Regions from separate parts of the Mus musculus genome. Here region 1 is linked to region 2. The links are chromatin contacts, called in public Hi-C maps. All regions are on one chromosome and are shown on one strand. The core of a region is the stretch at or near the end of the contact, and the rest is flanking DNA. Distances in the headings are between cores, read along the strand shown. Region 1 overlaps Syk (spleen tyrosine kinase). Region 2 has its middle 15 kb from the start of Gadd45g.

Region 1 (6,198 bases), core at 3,125-5,624, 810 kb before region 2:
CCTACCTTGTAGTAGTTTTCATCAGCACGCAGGGCTTTGGAAAGACCGAAATCGCTGATCTTGGCATAGTGCTGTGTGACCAGAAGCACGTTCCGCGCAGCCAGATCTCTGTGCACAAAGTTGCTCTCTTCCAAATACTTCATCCCCATGGAAACCTGGTGAACCAGCTCTATGATGTTCTTATCCTTAATGTGCCTAGAATCACACGACATCATTACCAAGAGTGGACGGCGGCCATTCCAAACACACAGCCGTGTCCCCCGAGTACATGGAAGAAGGGTCGGTCCACTCGTTCCTTCTTTGTCGACAACAGGACAGGCTGGGAAGATGACTCAGGGCGAGGACAGTTGCTGCGTGCACAACCTGAGGACCTAAGTTTCGATCCCCAGAAGTGATGGGAGAAAGTTGAGTGTGGTCACCTGTGCTGTAATCTCAGCACTGGGAGGGGATGGGGACAGGAAGAGGCGGAGGCTTGCTGGCTATCAGAATAACCAAAACCACACCAAATCAAACCACGCCAAACCAAACAGGCAGGACTTTCTGTTTGTGGGAGAACCTTTTTTGTTTGTTTGTTTGTTTGTTTTTGACAAGGTCTCCCTCTGTAGCCCCAACTAGCCTGGAATAAACTGTGTCGATCAGACTGGCCTCAAACTCACAGAGAGCCACCAACCTCGGCCTCTTTGGTGTTGAGATTAAGGGTCTGTGCTACCACACCTGGCTGTGTTTCGAGGGAATAAAGCAGAGAGTGATTGAGAAGGACACACACAGTGGCCTCTCCTGGCCTCTGCACGTATGCATGGGCATGCATACCCATGTACATGTGCATACACATATACACATACACACATGTGCATACACATATACACATACACACACTATATGATGAGTGTGCTTCATTTTCAGGCATGCTTTGAGATGGACAAAAATTCATAGCGCTATGGAGAAAGCTTTTTAGGAAAGCGCTCATCCTGCAAGCAAGAGGACTTGAGTTTGATGCCTGGCGCCCTCGTGAAATAAAAGCCAAACATGGCGGGCGGCCTGCACTTGTAATCCCAAAGCCGGGTAAGTGAAACGGGTGGATTCTTGGTGTTCCCTGCCCAGAAAGTCTAGCTAAACTGATGAGCTCTGGCCCATGAGGGACCTCTGTCTCAGAGGAAGCAGATGGTATTCTAAGGGATGGGCATGGGTTTGGCTTGACCTTTGGCCTCCACCTGCTGCACATGCTCAAACTCACACATCCATGTTGGAAATGATGACGAAAAGCTGTACAGAAGGAACCCCGGCTCAGAGGAATCGGGGAGTTACTCTATGTTGACCGCAGCATTAGAGCACCTATGTCTGGACCAGAATCAACGAACTGCTGCTGCCTCTTCAGATGCAGGCACTCAAGAGGTCGGCCAGACGAGACACAGATGGTGCCCCAGGAACATGTTTGTTCCAGGTGTTTACCAAAGAAGAATGTTCTGCCTGCTGGTGGGCAATGCCCTGTCCACACACATTGAGGATTTTATCACTGGACAGGGCTAGGAAGGTGCCTTAGTTGGTAAACTGTTTGACTTATAGGGATGAAGCCTGAGTTGGGACCCACAGTGCTCATATAAAAGCCAGGTATGCCAGTGAGAACCTGTAATCCCTGGGGCTCTGTTTGGCTGAATTGGTGAGCTCCGGTGTTAGTGAGAGACCTTGTCTCACGAAATAAGGCAGAGAGCTAACAAGATAGTTCCTTGTCTCACGAAATAAGGCGGAGAGCTAATGAGATAGTTCCTTGTCTCATGAAATAAGGCGGAGAGCTAACGAGATAGTTCAGTGGTTAAGAACGCCTTCTGTTCTTTTTTCTTTTCTTTTCTTCTTTTTTCTTTCTTTTTTTTTTCTCCTTTTTGGTTTTTTTTCGAGACAGGGTTTCTCTGTGTAGTCCTGGCTGTCCTGGAACTCACTTTGTAGACCAGGCTGGCCTCAAACTCAGAAATCCACCTGCCTCTGCCTCCTAAGTGCTAGGATTAAAGGCCTGTGTCACCACTGCCTGGCTACACGTACTGTTCTTGCAGAGGACCGGAGTTTGGTTCCCAGCACTTATGTTGGGAGGCTCACAAGTGCTGTAAGCCCAGCTCCGAGGGATCTGACCAGCTCCTCTAGCCTCCATAAGTATCTGCGTTGTGTGGCACACACTCACACCAACATTCACATAAATAAAAAAAAAAAATTAAGTTGGAGACTGAGAGAGGAGAGAGGGTGATCTCCAATATTGACCTCTGGCTTCCACATAAACACATCCACACAGGTGCACACCCTCAAAGATGTACACACACACACACACACACACACACAGAGAGAGAGAGAGAGAGAGAGAGAGAGACACGAAGAGAGACAGAGAGACAGAGACTCAGAGACACAGAGAGGAGAGGGAGAGAGAGCTTCCCCTAGAAATCAGGCCCGGCACAGCCCAAACTCGGGGGACAGGGCGTGTGTGGGGGCGGGGCCCCGGCACAGCCCAAACTCGGGGGACAGGGCATGTGCGGGGTGGCACCGCACACAACTCGCATGCCCCAGGTCACCTGTTCTGCTGCAGGTACTTGTTGAGCGGCCCCAGCTCCGCCATCTCCATCACCAGCATCCAGGACTCCGCCTCGCAGATTCCGATCATGCGCACAATGTAGGGGTTGTCCAGCTGCTGCATGACGTTCGCCTCTGCCAGCAGCTCGTCCTTCAAAGCCGGGTCGTTGGCCTCGTTCTTCAGGATTTTCACAGCCACGGTTTTCACAACTCTGTGACACAGATTGTAACTTGTGAGAAACTTTCCAAACTGCCTAGAGGTCCTCTTCTCTGTAGTCACATTGTGTGTGTGTTGGGGGGAGGGGGGTGGAGGGGAATGGTGCTGACACCCGCTGCCCAATGAGAATCTCTTAAAGCCATTCAGAAAAACAAAACAAAGCAACCCAAAAACAAACAAACAAACAAACGAAAAAAAAAAAACAAACAAGAAACGGCCATGGGCTGGGGAGATAACCCAGTGTAAAAAGCGCATGCAAGAGTGAGGTTAAGAGTTCAGATCCCCAGAACCCACAGAAAGTTGGATAGCAGATGTCTGCAACCCCAGGGCTTCTAGGGGAGAATCTATGGAGATTCGTGGGGCCAGCAGTGAATCCCCAGAGGCGGTTTGAAACAAGGTGAAAGGTAAGAGGTGACATCCAAGGGTTGTCCCTTGGCCTCTATATATGTGCTGTGTCAGGAGTACCTGCACACACACACACACACACACACACACACACACACACACACATCAAGATAAATAGCTAGTACCATTTTTCTCCTTCTTGTGAAAATTTTATCACAGGTGCAAATTTTCCTTCTTTCTTTCTTTCTTTCTTTCTTTCTTTCTTTCTTTCTTTTGGGGTTTATTTGTTTGTTTGTTTGTTTGTTTGTTTTTGTTTTTTCGAGACAGGGTTTCTCTGTGTAGCCCTGGCTGTCCTGGAACTCACTCTGCAGACCAGGCTGGCTTCCAACTCAGAAATCCGCCTGCCTCTGCCTCCCAAGTGCTGAGATTAAAGGCGTGTGCCACAACTGCCCGGCAGGTGTAAATTTTCAAATCACACATAGCTGATGTTTATTCTTTCATTTAAACCACAGTTTGTTAGAATACTTTCAAGAGTTCAACACGATCTATGTGATATTTTTGTGAGAAATTGAAAAAGATCTGTATTTTCGAAACATGTTGAGGCTTGCTTAAAAGTAACAAAGCCCAGTGGGAGAGAAGTGTTTCTTTCCCTTTAACTCTGAGCTTGAACAACTCGTGTGCTTCAGACCGGCCATGGGGGTGCTCACCTGTGAGCCCCAGAGCCCCAGAGGTGGATACAGGAGGATCGTTGGTTTAAGATCATCTTTAACGTCCTCTGAATATAACACCTGCTCTTTCCATCTGATCAGCTATGCCTTTTGCAAGAGAGAAGAAAGACCAGCTTCAAATGCTGGTGCTCCTCCATATAAGGAAGGGGTGGAGATGCTCACTGGACTGTTACCCTGATTCCTGGAACTCCCCCCGGCGCTTCCCAGTCATCTGTGTGAGATCCTGTCCTAACTGAACATAGACGCACGGTCTTGGGAGGTGCTAGAGCATACGACTGTGAAAGCTAACAGGAGCCCGAGAGGGGGCATCTAGGGGACCCTACATCCTGTAGAGGCCACCATCCACACTGAGGCCCAGACTTCTCAGCGGCACACGCAGCTCCTGTGAGTAACCCCCACATGCGTGCCCAGTCACTGGTTCCCCAAATTGGACTTCGGGGATTGTTCTCTGGTTTGTGGTTGGTGCTCTGTATGATGGTAATGATTCCATACAGTACACAAGAGATTCTTTCTACAGCTGTTCTTTTACAGACAGAGGAACCATGCCCCACTGCCTGTGAACCCCGGTGTAGTGGACAGCAATGGAGAATGGTCCAGGCTGAGGAAAGCCCCGAATTGTGAAATATTCAACCAGCTTCAACAAAGTTCCCCTGTTGTGACACACATACAGCCTGCTGCAGTGTCATGTGGTTTCCCAGCTAGGTTCTGCCTACATGCATAAAGGAATACAAAGTTTCTTTATGATATTGCAAATGAGCCTCTGGGCCCAGAATTTAAAAAATAAAAATACATTGCTTTGCTTTTTTTTTTTCTTTGAGTCCGGGTCTTACATAATCCACTGTGGCTTGAAACTAGCTGTATAGTAGGAGATGACCTTAAACTTCTGATCCCCCTGTCTCTACCTCTGGGGCTCTGGGGGGCCACAGGTGTGTACACAACATGCCCAATCAGAAGCACACATTCTGTTCAAGCTCAGAGTTAAAGAGAAAGAAACACTTCTCTCCCACTGGGCTTGGTTACTTTTAAGCAAGCCTCAATGTGTTTCGAAAATATGGATTTTTTTTTATTCCCTCACAAAAACATCACATGGATCATGCTGAACTCTTGAAAGTATTCTAGCAAAATGTGGCTTAAAAGAAAGAACAAACATTAACTAGGTATGCTTTGAAAAATTACCTGTGGTAAAATTTCCACAAGCATGAGAAGTTGTTTCTTTTGTTGAACCTTCAAACCGATGAATCAAAACAGAACTATTCAGGAAATGGGCCGTGTGGGGGCTCAGGTGGTAAAGATACTCTCTGCCAAGCTTGGTGGCTGGAGCTTGATCCCCAAACCACATGCATGTACGTACACACACACACACACACACACACACACACACACCTAACAAATACACTAGGTCAAATAACAGAATTAGTGGGACACACACACACAGGAAAGTACACACAGCTAGTGTGGTGATCTAGAACACAGCCTGTGGCCTGACAGGAGGATTTAGATATTATCATCACCCTAGAAGCCTCTCTGGGCCCTCCCGGGAACATGGGAGGCTCCATTCTGTCATCTCTAGCCACCTATTTTGGCTTTCATAGTTGGGTCTATCATTACATCTGTGGTGTGAGGCAGGGATCTAAATTAAGAAGTTAGAAAAGGTTTCTTGATTCCTCTAGACATTTAAAAAAGAAAATACCACGTCTTCTAGAAAAGCAGAGGGGAAAGATAATATCCCACTAATTCTAAGAGGCTACTATTGTTCCAATTCCTGACTGTTTACGGTGGCCCAGGAAGAGACTATGAAACTCCTGGTCTTCCAAGCACTGAGCTCTTTTACAGGTAAGAGAGTAAGACTCCATTATGAGAATTGTAAGAAAGCAATTGACTGATAACTTCACGTGGTGGTTTAATGAGAAAAACCTCGGTAGGCTCATATATCCGAAGGCTGGGCCCCTAGTTTGGTAGAACTGTTTTGAGAATGTTTAGCAGGTGTGTCCTTGTTGGAAGAGATCTGTAACTGGGGGTGAGCTTTGAGGTTTCTTGCTCTCTGCCTCCAACTTGCAAATAAGATATACACTCAGCTACTGCTCCAGTGCCATATCTTCCTGCTGTGACGATGTTCAGAGACTCACCCTCTAAAACTAAACAAGCCCCCAATTAATTGCTTCCTTTTATAAGTTACCTTGGTCACGGTGTCTCATCACAGCAATAGAACAGTAATTAGGACACTTCATGAGCACAGATAGGAAAAATTCTAGGAGAAATACTCATGGGTTATATTCAGTTGCTTATGGAAGGAGATGTAATGAACAAAGGTGAGGGAGTTTACCCCAAGATGGAGGGACATGTTTAAGGTCTGAAATC
Region 2 (6,724 bases), core at 2,988-5,487:
TTGTCCCACAAGCTGCTACAGCCACAATGCCCTGCTTATCACAGGAGCTCAGCTGAAACCTGAACCCAGAAGCCAGAATAACCTTTCTGGCTTTTAAGTCGATTTTCTTTTTTCCAGGAATTTTGTCACCGTGACAGAAAGCTGAGTAATAACACTGTCCCTCCGGTGGATGTCCTGTGCCCTTCTCAGGCTACTCAGGCACACACTGGGTGTAGGTGTGTCTGCCCCACCCCCACCCCCACCCCCACCACCCACTTAGCAGTCAAATCTCAAGTGGGATCCCCCGTTCATGATGTCTTATCTCACTGATACACTCCCCAGCCACCCTCACCTCACCACCAGGAAGCTCCAGTCACGATGGTCTGCCAGGGTTCTCTGATGTGAAACTGCTATCTGCCCATGGCATTTTGCATGGCAGCAGGTGGATACACACCATCTCCCCTCACAGGTTCCCAGCAGCTGACAATACACCAGAGTCTAGCTGGAGTCTGCAGGGAGAGTCTCAATTGGCCACCAGAACAGACAAGATTTCCCTGCAAAGACATAAGGAGGAGGAGGAGGTGGGAGGAGGAAGATTGAAGGAGGAGGGAAGAGGAGGAGGAGGAGGAGGAGGAGGAAGAGAGGACTGCTCTACAAACACTACATTTGTTCTCCAGCTTCCACAGGCATGCTTTCCCCCCTCAAACACATATGCTCATATACACACAAGAACATAGAGAGAAAGAAACTGCAAGCTCAGAGCATGCTGACCATGTCACAGGCTGCCCTAAGCTGTATCCTTGCCTAATACTGAAGGGAATAGGTATGCACAGTTGGGAGATCCCAGGGCATTTCCAAGGCAAAGTACTCATGGGCGTGACCCATGACTGGCAGGATGGAACGTCTCACAACCACATCGAATAGACATGTATCAGAAGTGGCTCCCTCTGCCGGGCGTGGTGGTGCACGCCTTTAATCCCAGCACTTGGGAGTCAGAGGTAGGCAGATTTCTGAGTTCGAGGCCAGCCTGGTCTACAGAGTGAGTTCCAGAACAGCCAGGGCTAAACAGAGAAACCCTGTCTTGAAACCTCCCCACCCAAAAAAAGAAGTGGCTCCCTCCCCGGGTTCTAACCCAACCAGACTCAGGTCGGAGGTGTGCGGTGTGTATGTGGGAGACAAGCTTGTATGAGAGCATCCCCCCACCCCATGCTGGGCCCTCATTTCTCCTTCCTTCTTCCCTTGTGCCTGGCTGTCACCCTCACGAGGGCCCCACACATAGTCTGAGTCATTGAGGGACTGTGCCTGGGGTCAGGGTCACAAAATCAGTATGAGCAGATGGGCCTGGCCAGGCAGGCAGGCAGCCAGCACCCAGCAGGGCCAGAATGAATGTGGGGCCAGGGGGAGGAGCAAACCTGCAGGGCAAGCAGATGGCCCCAGCCAAGCACCCTTCCTGGGACACATGCTCTGATGGAACTTTTATTGCTGCAAATAGGGCTGAACTATGCAGATGTAATGCAAGTGACCCCTGGTGGCAACCACCCACCCCCACTCCCTCCACCCGGCCCCCACCCCTGGCCACCTGCTTTTGTAGCAATCGCTCAGGTCACTCAGAGGCAATAATTTAAGGCTGAGGCCAGCTGCCCACTCCATGGTTGTCTGATCTCCCCCGACCCCTCACACCGGTGCTAGCTCCGGGTCACCCCTCAGATCCATTGGCTGGGGGTGGGCATTGCAGGGTCCATGCAAGTTAAACACAAAGGCCCCTCTTGAACATCCTTGGTGGTTTCTTAAATCTACAAGGTTTTGATAGGGAGAAGGTGTTCCTTCCCTCTTGAAAGCCTATGGTTCCTTTTGGAGGTGTGGGGTTGTGTGTGTCCCTCCCCCCCCACCCCCCGTGTCTTTGGTCTGAATATACACGGACAAAAATTCCTCACAAGACCACAAGCTCAAAATTCCAAGAGTGCTTTAGGGAGTGCAGAGATGGACCTGAAACCCACAAACACACGATAGCCACACCTATCTGTCTATCAAGACAAAAACAGAATGAAAGGCTAAGAAGGGATAGACCCCACGGGTCCTACACTTTCTGCTCAGTCACCAGCTTACTGAGGGTGGCTCCCAGGATCCAATCCAGGTTAGCAAATGGGGCCACAGGTGACAGAATACCCACCAGGGTGGGATTTGGGATATTTGCATAGAGTAATCATTCTCACAAGATCCACAGAAGAGACAACGGACAGATCTAAATTCCATATTCCCAGTAATCTCTGTAAAAACTTGTAAATTCCACCGCGATGCCTAGCGTTAATTGCCAATTTGACACCACCTAGAATCATCTGGGAGGAAAGCATCAGTGGGTGGTTGTTTACAGTGGGTTGGCCTGTGAGCATGGGGGGGGGGGGCGGGGGGAAAGGGCCTTTATTATATTAATTGCTGTAGGAATACCCAGTCTCCTGTGGGTGGCATCATTCCCTAGGCAGTGTAAGAGAATGGAGCCCTCAAGCTGAGCACAAGCAGGCAGACAAGCAAACAAGGGGGTATGCATTCATTTCTTTTCCACCCTGGATTGTGGGTGTGACTGACCAGCTATCCCAAGCCCCTGCTGTTGTGATTTTCCTGTAGTGATGGACGGTAACCTGGAATTGTGAACTAAAATAAGCCCCTTTTTCCGAGTTGCTTTTGGCCTGGGTCTTTTGTCACAGCAACAGAAGAAAACTAGCACAACCAATTGAAAGATAGAACGGCGTTAGCCCTAGGAAGGCAGCTTGTACCCCGTCAGCGGTGCCACTTGTGTGCGCATGCGTGTTTGTTTATGCGCGCATGCGAAGTATGTGCTTGCATGTGTGCACGTACCCGTGGAGGCTGGAGCTGATGTCTACTATCTTCCTCGCTTGCTCTGTACCTTATTTTTTGAGACAGGGTCTCTTGCTGAGCATGGATCTCACCAATGTGGCAGACTGGCTGGCAAGTGTGCCTTCTAGATCCTCCCGCCTCCATTTCCCAGGACTGGGGTTTCAGGCCCACGCCTCCACCCCATCATTTTACATGAGATCTGAACTTAGCTTCTCATATCTTCACGGCAAACTCTATACGGACTGAGCCAGCTCCTCCTCACCCCCTCCATTTGTCTTTATCTCCACCCTACCCCCACAATCAAGGTTCTCCTGACAGAAGCAGGGTACAGCCACCAGCTCTGCCTCCTGCCTGACCGGGAAGGATTTAAGCCACCAGAGTGGGTTTGGGTCCATCTCACTGAGTACCAACTGGTGGCTAAGTACAAGGCCTGAATCACACTGCGGGCTGCATAGGACTGACCTGACTGCTGGGGCGGGGGGGGGGGGGCAGGAGGGGGACAGGAATCAGACACAGGAACAGCGCCACACCCCACTTGGCTCCTCTAGCGCCTAAAGAGTCTATGCTGCACACTTGAGCTCAGACAGAGCTGAACCTCGGTGGAGCGCCTCTGGATGGGAGCTGTACGCAGTGCTTTCCTTCTGTGAGATCGCTTAGTTCTAATCAGGATCGATGATGTGCCCCTTCCACTGGTTCCATATTTGACCAGTGGAGAGAGAAACTGAGACTCACAGCGGTTGGGAATCGGTCCATCGATCCTGGCGTTTTGACTGCAGGATTCTAACAGAACCCCTCAGGTGTTTTTGCTAACCCTTATCACACCCAAGTTTGAAGAACCTTTAGTGGACCAGGGAGATGGCCCAGTGGGTAAAGTGCTGGTCACCAAAGCATGAGGGCCCACAATCAATCTCTAGTACCCCGGTGAAAGGTCAGGCACGATGCAGTGTGCTGGAGTAGAGACAGGAGGATCAAGGGAGCTTTCTGGCCAGCTGGCTAAGCTAAAGCAGCAAGCACCAGTTTGAGTGAGAGAAGATGACGACTCTGGACTCCGCTTACATGCCTGGGTGAGCACAGCAAGTAGAAATGGGAAGGAGAGTGAAGAGAGAGGAAGACGGGAAGCCGAGAGCCAGAGAAAGGGAAGAAAAGTAACAGATGGGATGTGATGATACCTGGGTTTCAGTGACTCTTGAATGAAATTGTCAAAACCTTTTTCCCAAAATCAAATGGAGAAAATAAAATTTTAGACACCCTGCTAGGTTAGGGCTACTCAATGAAAGCCCAATTAGGGGCAATGCTTTGAGAAACATATTGAATTAAAAGGGTTTGTACTTGAACAATGAAGTAATTACACTTAATGCTACCAAAACAAACCAAACGCGGGTCCACAGCACCCTCTAGTGTTTACATTGAGCATTTACAAGACCATTCTCCCTCATCCCAGCAAGCAAGACTCACCCAGAACATGACTGCTACATAAAGATGCTAAAGGAGTTCTTTAACACAAACCGGTCCAGTAAACTTTCACCTACTTCTCAAGCGTGGTGTCTCACAGTTGCAATCCCAGGACTCTGGAGGCTGAGACAGGAGAACTGACACAAGTCTGAGGCCAGCCTAGACTATTGAGAAACAACCTATTTTTTAAAAAAAAAATCGCTTGAAGCCCAAAAGTAACTGTAACATTTAATATCTATTGTTCTGGTGTTAATAAAAAGCCGATACAGCAAGGAGAGCAGTGACAGCATTTTATTTAAAGATATCTACATTTTAAGTTATTTATTTAGTGTACTGGGCATGCTTGCACTCACACGCAGGTGTGCACATACCACATTCTGTTCTCAGGAGCCAGTTCTGTCCTGTTGCCTTGTTGGACCCAGGGATAGAAATCAGGTTGTCAGGCCTACACACAAGTGTTCTACCAGCTCAACTATCCCATATCCTCATTTTAATTAAAAAAAAATAGTTGACCTACTAACCATATAATGTGCTATCTTAGGGAAGTTTTAACCAAATGCATGCAAAGATTAGGAAAGGTGACATAAAAGTAATATCTATGATTATTTAGAAGGAGAAAATAAATTGTGACAGAATATGGTGGTATAACATGTTTTTAAAGTACTAAAGAATTATCATGATCTTAATCTTAAATTTTTAGCATAGGTCTGGCGAAGTGGCAAGGTGGCAAGGTGGGTAAGGGCACCTGCTGCCAGGCATGGCAACCTGAGTTGCATCCCTGGGACCCACATCATGAAAGAAGGGACGTGACTCCAGCAAATTGTCCTCTGACCACAGCATGACCCAGAAGCACCCACCTAAAAGATAATAAATAAAATATAACATTAAAAGAAAGACATTGGCTGGGCGATGGTGGCGCACGCCTTTAATCCCAGCACTTGGGAGGCAGAGGCAGGTGGATTTCTGAGTTCAAGACCAGCCTGGTCTACAGAGTGAGTTCCAGGACAGCCAGGGCTACACAGAGAAGTCTCGAAAAAGAAGAAGAAGAAGAAGAAGAAGAAGAAGAAGAAGAAGAAGAAGAAGAAGAAGAAGAAGAAGAAGAAGAAGAAGAAAAGGAAGGGAGAGAGAGAGAGAGAGAGAGAGAGAGAGAGAGAGAAAGAGAGAAAGAGAGAGAAAAACATTGTTATACACCTAATGCAAAGCCAGCCCCTAATCCTTGGCCCACATTGCAGGTCATGTTGGGTAGTTGGAACATCAGTTCCACCATATTTTAGTTGCCAATCCCTTTTGCCTATCACTAAGACAGAGATAACAATCTCTCATCTACTTGAGATTGGGCGAGACAAGGCAGTCTCCAGTAAATGACAGCTGTGGCAGTACTGGGTGCCAAGGGTGCCCTTTACCACACAGTCTCAGAGTGACAGGTTTGTTTTTTGGTTTTGGTTTTGGTTTTTTTCGAGACAGGGTTTCTCTTTATAGCCCTGGCTCTGTCCTGGAACTCACTTTGTAGACCAGGCTGGCCTCGAACTCAAAAATTCGCCTGCCTCTGCCTCCTGAGTGCTGGGATTAAAGGCGTGCGCCACCACACTCGGCTCTGCATTTTTTTTTTTTTTTTTTTTTTTTTTTAGTGACCGTTTTACATCTGTGTGTGCAGAAGTTAATCTTGGTCTTTCTTACATGTACTGAGAAAAAAAAGACTTCACATTCCCGTTGCTTAAATTCTTCCAACTTGCTTGAATTCAGTTAGCAGCTCGTTGATCACTTCATTGTTCCATGAAGTTAGCTGGAAAATTAATTCTCTAAAAGGGAACGTTGCCCATGATTGTGAATGTTTGCTCAAAATTACGTTTGTCTGACATGGACGTAATGTTTGCTGTTTGCTACAATGTAGCAAGTACAGGAAGTACAGGTAGCAAGTACAGGAAGTACAGGAAGGTGCTGTTGTGCCAGTGGACAATGAATGAAAGCAGTTTCCTTATTTGTCTTGAGTCCTTTTTGAATTCCAAAAGCTTGTTGAATTTAAAAAAAAAAAAAAGCATTGTTACAATGTAATTGAAAAAAATGTTGCTCTTAACAGCAGCAACAAGAACACGCTCAACCCGAACCTCAAAACAGAGAGGGGGTCATGCAGATGGATTGAATGAGGTCAGAGGCCAAGGTGAATGAACCCAGCCGCCTTGCTTCCTCCGTTTGCCTTCAGCTCAGTCACAATCACCCAGGGTTGCCTTTAGAAGGTCAAGGGGTAAAATGTATGGGGCCTTTTCTTTTCTTTTCTTTTCTTTTCTTTTCTTTTCTTTTCTTTTCTTTTCTTTCTTTCTCTCTCTCTTTCTTTCTTTTTCTCTCTCTTTTTTAAGATTTATTTATTTATTTTATTTATGTGAGTACACTGTAGCTGTCTTCAGACACACCAGAAGAGGGCATCAGATATCATTACAGATGG

The links. Hi-C and Micro-C count contacts between places; a contact is called where the count stands out from the background.
Region 1: a Hi-C map of bone marrow-derived macrophages shows a contact between it and region 2, with 15 read pairs. The contact joins two enhancer-like sites. A contact is called at or near these places in 1 of 39 promoter capture datasets (embryonic stem cells), 7 of 15 datasets of contacts at CTCF or cohesin (CD8 T cells, the NIH/3T3 cell line, embryonic stem cells and 3 more), 173 of 484 Hi-C or Micro-C datasets (the 4T1 cell line, the 63-12 cell line, the AML12 cell line and 92 more), 9 of 115 datasets of contacts at active chromatin or transcription factors (T-cell acute lymphoblastic leukemia, bone marrow-derived dendritic cells, double positive thymocytes and 5 more) and 2 of 9 other capture datasets (adipose tissue and embryonic stem cells).

The regions. Positions count from the first base shown.
Region 1 is chr13:52,634,602-52,640,799 of GRCm38.p6, reverse strand. Syk (spleen tyrosine kinase) reads right to left here. Exons shown (of 14, transcript NM_011518.2): 10 at 2,553-2,762; 11 at 6-195. Among named protein-coding and RNA genes, the nearest start is that of Syk, 41 kb to the right of the region's middle. Within about 2 kb of position 4,374, at least 65 of the 459 cell types and tissues checked have an H3K27ac peak or open chromatin away from gene starts, as enhancers often do. A contact at or near this core is called in bone marrow-derived macrophages, where this site is marked.
Region 2 is chr13:51,828,419-51,835,142 of GRCm38.p6, reverse strand. No RefSeq gene overlaps it. Among named protein-coding and RNA genes, the nearest start is that of Gadd45g, 15 kb to the left of the region's middle. Within about 2 kb of position 4,237, at least 4 of the 459 cell types and tissues checked have an H3K27ac peak or open chromatin away from gene starts, as enhancers often do. A contact at or near this core is called in bone marrow-derived macrophages, where this site is marked.